Regions from separate parts of the Rattus norvegicus genome. Here region 1 is linked to region 2. A link is a contact called in public Hi-C data. All regions are on one chromosome and are shown on one strand. Each heading gives the region's core, a stretch centred on a gene start, on an enhancer-like site or on the middle of the called end of the contact. The rest is flanking DNA. Distances are from core to core; before and after follow the strand shown.

The links. Hi-C and Micro-C count contacts between places; a contact is called where the count stands out from the background.
Region 1: a contact with region 2 is called in a Hi-C map of the A7r5 cell line, with 2.6 times the contacts expected there. The contact joins the enhancer-like site here to the promoter of Rras2 in region 2. A contact is called at or near these places in 2 of 12 Hi-C or Micro-C datasets (the A7r5 cell line and the Rat2 cell line).

Annotation. Positions count from the first base shown.
Region 1 is chr1:177,801,176-177,807,254 of GRCr8, reverse strand. No RefSeq gene overlaps it. Among named protein-coding and RNA genes, the nearest start is that of Rps18l4, 17 kb to the left of the region's middle. Within about 2 kb of position 4,399, at least 44 of the 93 cell types and tissues checked have an H3K27ac peak or open chromatin away from gene starts, as enhancers often do. A contact at or near this core is called in the A7r5 cell line, where this site is marked.
Region 2 is chr1:177,734,775-177,741,771 of GRCr8, reverse strand. Rras2 (RAS related 2) reads left to right here and starts at 4,221. Exons shown (of 6, transcript NM_001013434.1): 1 at 4,221-4,591. The coding sequence starts at 4,484.

The DNA of each region.
Region 1 (6,079 bases), core at 3,150-5,649, 65 kb before region 2:
CAGCCCAGTAACCACAAACTGCAGAGATGAAAGATGGGATTTAAAAGTGGAGAACTCAAAGTTGGGTTCACTCTGGTTAAATTAATCCGAGAGGAACTTTCCGTCTTCGTTGTTAATGCAGCATCAGTGCAGGTTGGTACCCGATCTGCGGTGTCATTAATGTGTTAACTGATACGCTAATTAAGTGTGTGCCATCACCCCAGCATGCTTAACCTTTTAAGAAGCAGAAAACTGTTGTCCAAGGCAATCATACTTAGCCTTTTATCCTCATGAGCAGTTAACACTCTGTGTGGTTTTATTCCTGAATTCCTGGTAAGTGTATAGTGATATTTGTTCTATTTTTTTTATCTTATTATTAACAAAAGCATATTTTCGTGTTCTCGTTAGCAGTTTGTTTACCTTCTGTGGGTGAATGGTTGTTGATTTTTTTTTTTGTAAATTTACTTGATTTTTTTTCACGTAAAGACCCTATGTTGTAGGGTATGGCCCACAGCTGGAGCTGGGGTCTTCTGAATGGAGACTCTGGTGTGGGCTTTTAACCAAGCTGGTGGCTGACTTTTCTGATCGGGTAAGTTGTGAGCTCAGTCACTTCCCAGAGGTCTGGGTTCTGTAAGTTTATAGTTATTGTTAAACTTGGAGAATTGGGACCAGGTGTGATGGTGCATATACCTTTAGTTGTACCCCTTGGGAGTCAGAGTCAGACAGATTCTATTGAAAAAGAGAGAAATTGGGGTTAATACTTTGTTCTACACTTCTTTGTCCCTATTCTGAGATTCCCAAGTGGACATACACTGGGAACCAATAGCTGTGTTCCTTTTGTTGTCTGTTTTGTTTTCCTTTGACGGAGTCTCACTGTAGCCTAGGCTGTACTCACACACACTGTGCAGCCCACGAAGGCCTCGAGCTGACAGCAATCATTCTGCCCCAACCTGCTGAGTTCTAGGATTGCCAGCATGAGCCACCGTACCCAGCAAAGATCAGATGCCAGCTAATTCTTATCTTTAAAATAAGATTTATTTATTTATTTTATGTATATGAGTACACTGTCACTGTCTTCACACACACCAGAAGAGAGCATCAGATCCCATCACAGATGGTTGTGAGCCACCATGTGGTGCTGGGAATTGAACTCAGGACCCCTGGAAGAACAGTCAGTGCTCTTGACCGCCGAGCCATCTCTCCAGGAGCTAATTCTTTTAAGACCTTAAAAAATATATTTCACCTTGGGACACTTCTTCTGCAGTGTGTAATCTGTTGCTGTTGTTTACTACATTTTCATCTGAACACTGCACTTTCTGCTCCTTTAAGCTTGGTTTGGTCTTTTTTTGCATCATCCATCCCACCCCTCAACATGCTTGTGCTTCGTTCTGTTCTCTTAACTATATGAGGTGAGGTGTACTTATGATATCTGATGTGCTGTTCTTGTAATTCTCTCATTCTGTCAGTGTAGATCTGTTTCTATTAGCTGATAATTCCCCTTTATCGTGAGTCATAATTTCCTCTCTTTTTTCATGCCTGTGAACTTTACATGGTCCGGACTGGACTTCTCCATTTCCTTGTATGGAGTTTGGTTCCAGGATGTAGTTAACTTTCTTGGACACAGTTTGGTACCTTTGAGATTACTTTGCATTTTGGGAGTGAAGCCTATTCTAGGACTAAGTTGCCTCCGGTATCAGGCAACATCCTTCTGGGCATTCTCCCCAGGCTTGATACAAGGTTTCTCCACTCTGGTTGTTGGGAATATGAACTACTCCCATCCTCCTGTGAGCTCCGAAGTGCGTTGCACCTGTTTGCTCCCAGCATCTTTAGCCTTCAGCTGCCTCCTCCTGTGTGGTCAGTCATTATATCCAGGGAGAGCGGTGGTTCTCAACCTTCCTAATGCTTTGATCCTTTAATACAGTTCCCCAAGATGCGGTGACCCCAACCATAAAATTATTTTCACTGCTACCTCATAACTGTAATTTTGCTACCGTTGTGAGTGGTAATGTAAATATCTGATGTACAACATGTCTCATGTGCAACCCCCAAAGTGGTCACAACCCACAGGTTGCAAACCACCACAGTAGACTTAACAGGCCCTGCTCTCTGGCACTCTGGAGATCTTTCTGTGCCCTGTGATCACTAAGTATCTTAGCTTCCCTAGACGACCAGCTCTAACTCCTCCTCTCAGAGACTGTGTCAGCTCTGCTTTGGATGCCTCTCTGTGCCCTACCGCCTGCAAACTCTCCACAGAGCACACAGATGTGGTGTGGGACTCATCTTATTTTTAGCCCCTGCTTGAACACTTAGCATCCTGCGCTACTGTTCTCTGCTCTGGAACAGTTGTTTTATGCTTTTTGCCTTGTTTATCATTGTTTTAGGATATTCAATTTAATGCGTCATTCCCCATCTTGTCCAGAAGTTGGAGTCCTTCTTTCAAGCAGCCTCCCACGATCACCTGTGGTATCCCTTTCCGTTGTTCAAATTTGGTGCTTGAACCCTGGAGTGGTTCAGGGACGCTGTGACCACAGTGCCAATACAGAACATAAAAGCCCCTCCCATTCTGCTTTTACACCATTCCTCAGCCTACTTGACCTTACTTTAGCCTTTGACACTAATGACTGTTTCCTCATTCTTAAAATTCTGTGTACTTTTAGCTTCCAGGAGTCAGTTTTCTTCTGAATCTATTCTAGTTCTTCCAGATCCCAAGAATCCTCTCTCACTGTCTCCTTCACCCTTACATCCTGACTTTTTTCCCAGCCCTGTTCTGTGACATCTTCCCTCTCCCTTACTGATCTCAACCTCCGCCCATGACTTCACATATCACCCATCTCTCATGACTCACAGATTTGTTTCGGAATCTCTCTTCCCAGCGCTCCACATCTACACAGCAAACCTCTTAGTGTAAATCTCTTCTCAGATGGCTCGTATTGTGTCCCCAATCCCTGTCCTTCCCAGAGGATATCACCATAGTGCTGTGCGTCCAGCTCAGCAAACGGCACAAACATTTATCTTTCTGGAAAGCTAGGATACAAAAGCCAACACCCCTCCTTTCCACTTCCCAGGAGCAGAACCTGATTCCTGACTGGTTTATCTGCTAAATATCTTTAGTCAAACCCTTCCTCTGGTTTTTTTTCCCCACATAGTGTTGCTCGCATCTTCATTTTCTCTCAAAGGAACGATTGCAACAGATTTCTGTTTGCAATCTCTGGGCAAATGCTAGATAGGTTTTGATTTCTGCAAATCACTTATTAGGTCAGACTATTCCTTGCTCATATAACTCCAGAACCTTTAGTCTAGTAATGCATCAGGCCCTACACGGGCTGTTCCAAGATTCTTTTTCAGACCATCCCTTCTGCTTTTATGTCCTTCCCCATCTTTGCAATTTCACAATTGCCTCTCACATTTCTATGCCTTGCCTGAATGTCTGCCTCTTTGGTGGATTGGTGGATGATTCCTGGAGCCCGTTTCTCGGCCCATCTGTCCTTGAACTCACTGTCCCGCCCTATTTATTACAATGTATCTACATGCATTTGTCCTGTGGACTCTCTATTTATTACAATGTATCTATATCCAATTCTCCTGTGGGCTCCCTAAGCAGATCTCACTCTAGGTGGCACTCCCTACCTGCTGTGCAAACATTTAGTTTTCTTAACTGAAGGCTGGTTGCTAGGTCTTGGAGAGTACCTTGTGAACTCCATGAAAATGTATGTGAAATGATGTTTGAGGTTATTATTCTGGTCACCAGAGTTTTAAAGGAACCCTAAATTCATAAACAGTTAATATCTCTATCTTATGGGAAAACATAATCGAGAAGCTGTGTTTAGAAATCTGAAATTCATCCACAGACTACATTTCACAATGGGAATGGGATGATTGCTGCTGCTGCTGCTGCTGCTGCTGCTGTTGTTGCTGCTGTTGCTACTCTCGTTGTTCCTGGTGCTGCAGCTGCATGGCTGATGAGGGCAGAGCTAAGGAAAGGGACATGCAGCAGCTTTCCCTGCAAGTGGGGACAGCCAAGAGCAACCCCTCCTTCTCTCTTCCCCCACATCTGTCTTCCTCTTTCATAGTGTGAGCACACACAACCAGAATGAACGCAGATTTGAAACTCGAACGTACACACACCTCAGAATGTACCCACAAAGACACACAACCAGGCACGCACACGTAAACATGCACAACATCCAAGAGAGTGTGCGGATCACAAACACCCTCGCTCCCGTGTGTCTCCTAAGTACACACGCATACCCAGTAACCCACACATGTGATACTCACAGAACTAGGCTCCCACAACTCCCTCCTGCAGAGAGTGATTGCCGCACCTGGCACCAGGCCCATGAAGACAGCCGAGTAGGGCCATCTGTCAGGCTGAGGTTCCTGAACACCACCCATCCTGCCTGAGCTCAGCTGGTCGGCATGCCGGGCATGCAGCCTTGCTATTCTCTCTGGCTGAATCATGCTGAGTGAGCTGGCCTAGCTAGAGTTTATCAAATCGGAACAGAATTTTGGCCAAACAGATGACTCGTGAGCTTGGCATTTGTGTACTCGGGGGACAGAGACCCAAGAAGGGGTCTGTAATAGAGGGAAGGAATAGCTTCTAGATATACTAAGAGATGCTGGCGGACTGAGCTCAAGAAGCAGTGTGGCAGAGCCCTGAATCAAATGCCAGCTCTGCCACTTAAAAGTCACGTGACTTTGAGCATGACAGCTTATCTCTTTGAACCTTGATGTGTTCTACAAAGGTGACCTAAAACTATGATCTGACTCACAGGTTTGATCTTCTTTTTAATTATTGTAATATAATAATTATCAATTAGCACAGGGGCATATAACAATGACTAAGTACACTGGTAGCTATTATAAGAAGGGGATATCCAGGTCCAGTGAGGACATAGACGAGCACAATCTGATAATCCCTTTTAACCCAACATCCCATGCCCACAGGGCAGCAGCCTTGGCATCCTGCCATTTATTCCATCAGCCACTTGTCAGTTTCCAAACCACTGCTCTTTCCTTCTGTTCCTCTTTAGTTTTTTCCTCTAATTTTAGGATTTGATTTTATTACTTTTAAATTATGTGTAGGTGTCTGTGTCTCTGTGTGGGTATGTATGCATGAGTGTAAGTGCCTGTGGATATAGAGGCTTGGCCTGTTGCTATGTATTGTAATGCTAAATTCTGTATCCCGAGGTCTAGTTGCCTCAAGACGTGTGAATTCTCACACAAGCCTGTGCAAACCTTGCTCCTTAGTTTAAGACTGTTGGTTAATAAAGATGCCTTCAGCTTGTAGCTGGGCAGAAGAGAGGTAGGCAGGGAAGGACATGAGTTGGGGCCTTGGGATCTGAGGCAGAGACCACAAAGGATGGGAAGAAGAAAGGAGACAGGTGGAGAAGGTGCCATGGGGTAGGCGGATCGTGAGCCCATGGCCATGAAGGCTGTCCTGTTAGAGTAGGAGTGGTCCAGTCAGAACATGGTAAGTGATATCTTGAAGTTACTGACAGGGAAGTAGACAAACTAACATAAAGGGTAGGTATCTGCCCAGATCTAATGCTTTTTATACATTATAAATATAAAGATTTCATGCCTTTTATATGAACTAAATGATTAAAAGTGGGGTTAACCCCCCCCCCCCAAATAATACTATTTACCACAACTGGAGCCAGAGGCTTATGGCTTCCTGGAGCTGCAATTACCGATAGTTGCGAGTCACATGACATGGGTGTTGGGAACTTGAACTCGGGTCCTCTGGAAGAGCAACAAATGATCTTAATGGTTCAGCCATCCCTCCATCTCCCAGACCCTGTTGTTTTATTTTGTTTTTTAGATGGAAGTCTTGCTATGTACCTCACCAAGCTTTGAACTAGCAATCTTCCCAGTTCCACTCCTGAGTGCTAGCATGCAGCATCACGCTCAGTCTACATGCCCCTTTGGATCATGGGAACCACTATTGCCCTACTGACCCACTGTCACCTGTGCACAGCTCTCCAGGTTGCTGCTGCCAGCACACGCTCACATTATAACATTCCTACCACTCCCAACCTGGTCTGACATAACTACCAAAGTAAGAGTGGGATTTGCTAAGCCTTTATGATAAGTCAGAAAC
Region 2 (6,997 bases), core at 2,972-5,471:
TTGCTGTGAGTTTGAGGCCAGTTTGAGCTACAGAGTGGGACAAAGTTACAAAAAACAAAAACAGCAAAAACAGAAACAAAAGCAAAGCAACAATGTAAAAACTTTCCCTAGTCACAGTCGCTGGAGATTGGCAATTTTAAGTAAACTTGGTTTAATCCATGAAACTAGGAATAGGGTTAGGCTGCTCTCAGACTCTAGAGGTGAAATTGGCGACAATGACAATGTGCTTTCTAAGGTTTCATTTACATCTTGTCTTCTGCAGGGGGAAAATATTAGATGGAAAATTCCCACTAACGGTGGGTGTGACTCACATCTTTACTCCCAGCAGAGGCAAACAGAGCTCTGTGAGTTCGAGACCAGCCTGGTTTGCAAAACTAGTTCCAGGACAGCCAGGACTGTTACACAGAGAAATCCTGTCTCAAAACACCAAGAAAGAAAAAAAAAAAAGGTCATAAGGCTTTTATTTTTATTAACTGAGCATGTGTAATATGTGTGAGGGTAGGCACATAAGTACTACAAGTTTGGGAGTTGGCGCTCTCATTTTATGGCGATTTCTGAGGCTCGAACTTGGGCAGTCAGACTTTCATGATAAGGATTTTTAATCACTGAACTATCACGCTGGCCCGGTTCATACCTTTGTAGGCTGTTAATTGAATGCTGCTCTGGGTAGCATGATAAAATCTGTTGTCTGATTCTGCCCTACGCAGGAAGTGAATCACCCTTTGTCCATTGTGTCTGTACTGTATATCCTATCTAATGCCTATCCTATTGGTCAATATAAATTTAAGTTATAAGATCAGCTGTCCTATAATGGGACTGTTTGTGTTCCAGAAACTTTTATATATTTAATGGACCCCAGCACAACATAGCGAAACTTCGAACTTTATCACAGTATAGTATTAATGAGCTCTTATCATACTCAACTTATAATTAAACTTAGCCAAAGTTTGTATGTATATGATCCGTTTCTAGTTGCGTTTTGCAGCATCGAGCGCGGTACTTGGATTCTCTTCCCCAGAATGCTGAAGCACTGTATTTGAAAGGGGAAGAAGCTATGGGTGCCTGGGTGGCAGTCTATAGGTTTGTTGCCATGGCTTCCATATTGGATTTTAGCCATACACAGGGTGCACAGGGTGCACATGGGAAGCTGCAGGGCCAGGCACACATGAGAGGTATGGCTTTCAATCATAACAGACTCTTTCTCAGCCCCCCCCCCCCCGCTTCTTCTTTTTATATTGGGAGTGATATCTTCTATGGAGGCATTTCTAGCTATTGCAGATGTAAAACACCTTTTAAAGATTCAGTGTGAGCCCTGTCTGGTGCTCTGCCCCTGTGATCTCAGTGTGCACTCCCTATCAGACCCTATAAGTGGGGGTGGGGGTGGGGAAGCTGGGACTAAAGAAATGGCCAAGTTAAGAGTTAAGAGCTCTTCTTGTTCATATAGAGGACCCGGGTTTGATTCCCAGTACCCACATACATGGCAGCTAACAATTGGTCACAGTTAGTGCCAGTTGCAGGGGAATCCAACACCTTCTCTTGTCTTCCGTAGGTACCAGGCATACACATGGCGTACAGAAATACATGCAAACAAACCATTCACACACAAAATAATCTGAAAAATTAAAAATAAACAGCTGTGTGGGCTGGGATATATATCAGTTATCAGTATCAGAGTACTTACAGTTTACAAGAGCCCTTGAAGTCCATGCCAAGCACCCACTCTCTCTCCCACCCTCTCTGTCTCTGTCTCACTCTCACACACACAGAACACACAGGCCATAATTTTGTCTTTCTTGTGACTTTGTGGGTCAGGAGTTGAGGCAGGACTGGGCTGGGCCATTCTCTTCTGGAACTTCACAGCCAGAGGCCAGAAGGAGCTGTGTTCTTCTGAAGCCTGCACTGGGGCGGCTGTCCTAGATGTGTCACGTAGATGACTGGTGATAATGCTGGTGACAGTCAGTGGGTGCTCAGGGCTAAGGGTGCCCTGTATACTTTACTGTATGTCATTATTTTTTTGTATTTTAAATTTTATTTTTGTCTATGTGTATGCCATGTGCATGCAGGTGCCCGCGAAGGCTGGACGAGGGCATAGGACACAGGATCCCTTGGAACCGGAGTCATTGGCAGTTTATGAGATGGGCGATGTGGGTGCTGGGAATCAAACTTGGGTCCTCTACAAGAGCAGCAACTGCTCTTAACCGCTGATCCCTGACCCCTACCTCTTTTTATCTTTTGAGACAAGGTCTCACTATGCAGACCTGGCTGTCCAAGAACTCAAGATGTAGAGCAGGCTGACTTTAAATTCACAGAGACCATCCACCCCTGCCTCCTGAATGCTGGGATTAAAGGCATGTACCACCATACTCCGCATTGTTCTGTTTTAAAATTACATTTACAAGATGAGTAGAAGTAATAGGTAAGTTTCACTATAGCATTCCATACATGCACTTCATTCAGATTTGCCCCTCTCCTTACTGCCTTCCCAGGACCCCACCTCCTTCTCTCTGGCTGGTTCTTTTCTGGATTCAGGAGCACTTTTATTTGGTAGACATGGCCATCTCATGGCAATCAGTGTTCACTTGAATCCCAAGAGAGAGTTAAAACCTGTGTGGTCTTTCATGCCGTGGCCTCAGAAGCCATTCTGTATCTTCTCCACTGCACCCTACTGGCTTCATGCAGGACCCTAATTGTGTTCAAGAACTGGAAGGCATGTTGTAAAACCACCATGCTTAGCCCACACTAGCAATGGTTTATGCACTGCGTTTCTTTGTGTATATTTGTGTGTCTGGGTGGGGTGTATGCATGGCAATGAAGGCATATGTGTGGAGGGCAGAGAACAAGTGTTGGGAGCTGCCTTTCTCCCTCCCTGTGGATCCCAGAGATCAGGTCGTTAGGCGTGTGCGTGCTGTTGTTCTCTGAGCCATCCACTGGCCCAGGGCCCTTATTTGAGGGAAGAGGAAGTGGAGGCACAGAGTTTAAGTTCCCATCATCATGCCATTAGCAAAGCAGGCAGGATTTGAACCAGTCTACCCTCTGAGACCACAACCTCAATCTTACCCTGCCTCTACAGAGAGATATCCCTACCACATTCAACTAACACACAATGCGTTCTATTTATATCTGCTAGCGTGTAAGCTCCCCTCAGCACATTCAAAACCACACAACAGAATGTGTCCCTTTGTCATCTCTGGCTTCTGCATAGCCCCTCATATCTGGTTTTCTTTTCTCTCTTTCATTCTTCCTTTCTTTTCAGCCCAGACCTCCCTGTGTGTGTAGCCCTGGCCTGGAACTCATTATGTAGATCAGGCTGGCCTCGAACTCTTTGAGCTCACAGAGATCTACCTGCTCCTGCTTCTAGAATACTGGGGCTAAAGGCATGCACTACCATGTATAGCTTAGCTTGGTTTTCTTTCCCTGGAATACTTTTCTTCCAATCACTTATCTGTTTACAAGATTATTCCTTCGGTCTTTTGGAAAACCCTCTCTGACTGGCCAGCTCCGGGGTAAGTGCACCTTGGACCTCAGTGCTGAGCAGCTGTTGTCCTTATCATTATGTCTCACAAGGTGCCTATTGTCCTGGCTGCCTCCTCCTCTGGACTCTAAGGGCAAGGGCTTGATCGTGTGTGTAGAAGCTGTGTTAGCAACGAAACACTCTCCTGGTAGGAAACATGTCACTAACCTGCCAATTTCTCACGACCCTCAGACTCAATTACCTCACAGTTTTTCCACACATAGACATACAAACAGATGCTGCACCCCACATCTGTCCACATGCACTGTAGCCCCATGCAAACTCAATCACTATCCACCTAACTCTCGCACTGCCACTAGCCTATGATACATTCAGGTAATGCTACAGGTCTCATTTCCTCAATGGCTGCTTTATACTTTCTTTCTTTTTTTTTTTTTTTTTAAATACAGTCACCATCTGCATTCCGAAAACAGGGTACAGAGTTGAGTGAATATGACAACAGTTCTATTTTTCATTCACGCCGTCACAGGCTGTTTCTTTCATGAACACGATCCCTGACTTATGCAGTTACTGTCACCGCCGTCCATTTTCCCGTTGTCTTCCTCCCGGAGCTCTAAGGGCAGGTCTGCAGGGTCTGCTGCCTAGGGCGCTCCAGAGTCTCCGCCTGGGCGGGCGAGGCCTAGCCCCGCCCCCTCATGCATATGTAGTACCCCAGCCCGGCGGCCCGGCCCCCAGACGGCCATTTGTAGCGGTGCTAGAGGCTGCGTTCGGCTGCGCTGCAGAGCCGCGAAGAGGATCGCGCTCCCTGGCCGCTGCGTCCTCTGCCCTGGAGCCTTCTCGGCTCTCCTGCGTCTCGGGCAACTCCCAACCAGTCCCGGGGATAGCGCTCCGCGGCCCTCCAGGCCACTCGCGGGCCCCGCGCGCTCTACCGCCTGTAACCCAGCCGGCCGCACTCGTCCCCGGAGCCGGGCCTAGGGCGCGCGGCGGCCGGGCTGGGCTCGGGGCGTCCCGATGGCCGCGGCCGGCTGGCGCGACGGCTCCGGCCAGGAGAAGTACCGGCTCGTGGTGGTCGGCGGTGGCGGCGTGGGCAAGTCGGCGCTCACCATCCAGTTCATCCAGGTGCTTGGAGACGGCCTGCGGGGTGGCGGCGGCGGGGTGGCGCTACCTGTGGCCGCGGCGACCCCGCCCGGGGCGCGCGGGTGCGGGGCTCCGGCGCGTGCGGTGCGCGCGGGTGCGGTTTGCGCGGGGCCAGGGCGCGCGGCTGCGAGGGCAAGAATAGTGTGGAGTAGGCGCTGCGCTCCTGCCCTGCGGCCACGGCGCCGCGCTGCTGCCCGCCAGGCGCCCGGCGCGGCGTCCGAGGACTCCGGCTTCTCAGGAATGTGGCCCAGAGGGCGGAGCTGGCCGGGTGGGAAGCGCAGTTCCACCTTATCGCTGCGGTCAGGGCGGGAGCCGGCGGGTTGCAGCCGCGCCGCGGTGCCGGGTTTCCTGCCCCGAGGGCCGGAGTGGGGACCTCGCGCTTGCCTTGGTGGCAGCGATGGCCCGGACTACTTGGAGGCTTCGCACCACCGGCTCCCAATAGTGTTTTCTCTTTGTGTGTGTTTGAGCTTCTCTTACTAGTAGTCTGTTAGGTGGTATGTCCGGGTGGGAGTGTTTGATCGTGCCCTAGGGAAATAATGGCTTCGAGGAAGTTAAAAATGTGCTTTGATAGGGGCGAGACCATTTCCTTGGAATTCCCGGTGCCTGCCTGCTTCGCGCTTAGGTGAAGTTTGGGATGAGCCCCACTAGGAGGGGACGAATATGAGTTTTGTATTGCAGCCCCCACCCCCACCCCCTCCCGGTTGCTGGAGGAGGAAAGTCGGGTTGTGTCAAAGAAAAGGGAGGTAAAATGTCTTTAGACTTTATTCTTGGTTAAGACGCCCGATTGATTTTTCTTTCTCTTTTCTTTTTGATTTTTAAAAAGCAAAGGCAGCTCTCCTTGCTTTTGTCACCCTGAAAGGCGTGGCATATGTTGGAGAGAGCGCAGGTACCCTAAGTAACAAAGGTATTTTTTTACTGTATTAAAGGGGACGGGTGGCGAAGTGGTTTTTGTTTGTTTCACCCATTTGTTGAATGGATAGACTTAAAATAGCTTATTTTGTTTCGCTATAACTGTGGTGTTTATAGTGTTAAGACGCACAGTTCCATAACCTAACTGATAGTCAGTTTCACACCAAGTGAATGAACAGTAATTGCTCCTGTAATATTTCATGGAATAAAAAAGTGCTGCTCAACCTTTGTATTCGGAGAGGATGTTCATGTCATGAGCGTTGACAGCATGTTCGGTGGTGGTGGTGGTGGTGGTGGTGGCTGCGGTGGTGGGGGTGTGGGTTTAAGTTTACCAGACTTCAGCCTGGCTTTTGGCAGTTGTTATTTGCTTGGGGCCAAAAGAGACTTTTAAGTGGCTGACAGCAAAACAAGTCACAGATAACTCTCCCTGATGGCTGGTTTTGGAGGGAACCAAGAAGACAGAGGACAGTCCTGGGTTCCAGAACTGGTGGATAATATTTGTTTAGGAGATTTAAATCAGAAACATTTAAGTTTTTGAAGGAAGATCATCCAAACATGATTGCTTCCATCAGGTAAGGTATTTGAGAAATAGTTTTAAAAATCCTTACACTCCCAGCAATGACTGTCTTCCTCAAGACCTTCTAGAATTCATTTGTTGAATACTTTGTGAGTAGTCTGGTATCTAGAGGCTCTAAAATGAGGTCAAGTAAAGACATGCGTGGCAATGATTTATACCGATAAGGACTTTTGAATCCTACAGACTTGAACTGTGCCTTTTGTTTATTGGCTATGAAAACAACCACCCAAATAGCCTTTCTGAACCTCCAATTTTCTTGTTAGTGAAATAGCTCTCAGTACATGTCCTTTATAACTTTTACATTATGAGAAAGATTTTAGCGTTGCGTTGAGCCTGTGTGCTGTGTTGATAATGTAGTCACTTCAGTATGTGTGTGAGATGAGACCTTTAGATGGAAAGGGAATTCTGATTTGAAGGAGTCAGTGTGGGAAGGCTCTAAACAAGCTCTGTGGGGCTGGCAGGTGTAGCGCAGCGTAGAGTGGTTTGCCTGCTGTGTGGGAAGCTCTGCATTGGAGCCCTAGTACCAAAAAAGAGCACTGTGTCTTATGGGGGTTGTGTGAACGTGGGGAGTCACAGGCCAGATTGGAAAGAGGAGGCCAGTGTGTGGGGAGCTGGGAGTAGGAGAGGCGTGTGTGACTTGGGGTTTTGGGGCTGGTGAAACAGGAACATAGCTCTGGGGTTGACTTGGTGAGGAGGAAGGAGGCACAGCACCTGTGTGGAGCCCATTCCCCTGAGCATGATGTTGGGTAAGTTACTGAACCTGTCTGTGCTATGGCTTTTAGTCATCTGGAAGCTAGGATAATATAGTTATACAGCTGTGGACATCAAATGGATTAGCCTCAAGGTCTTGGGACAAAGGTGTGGGTCTACAAAGGCCACCTCCATTACTCTGGTAATCTTAG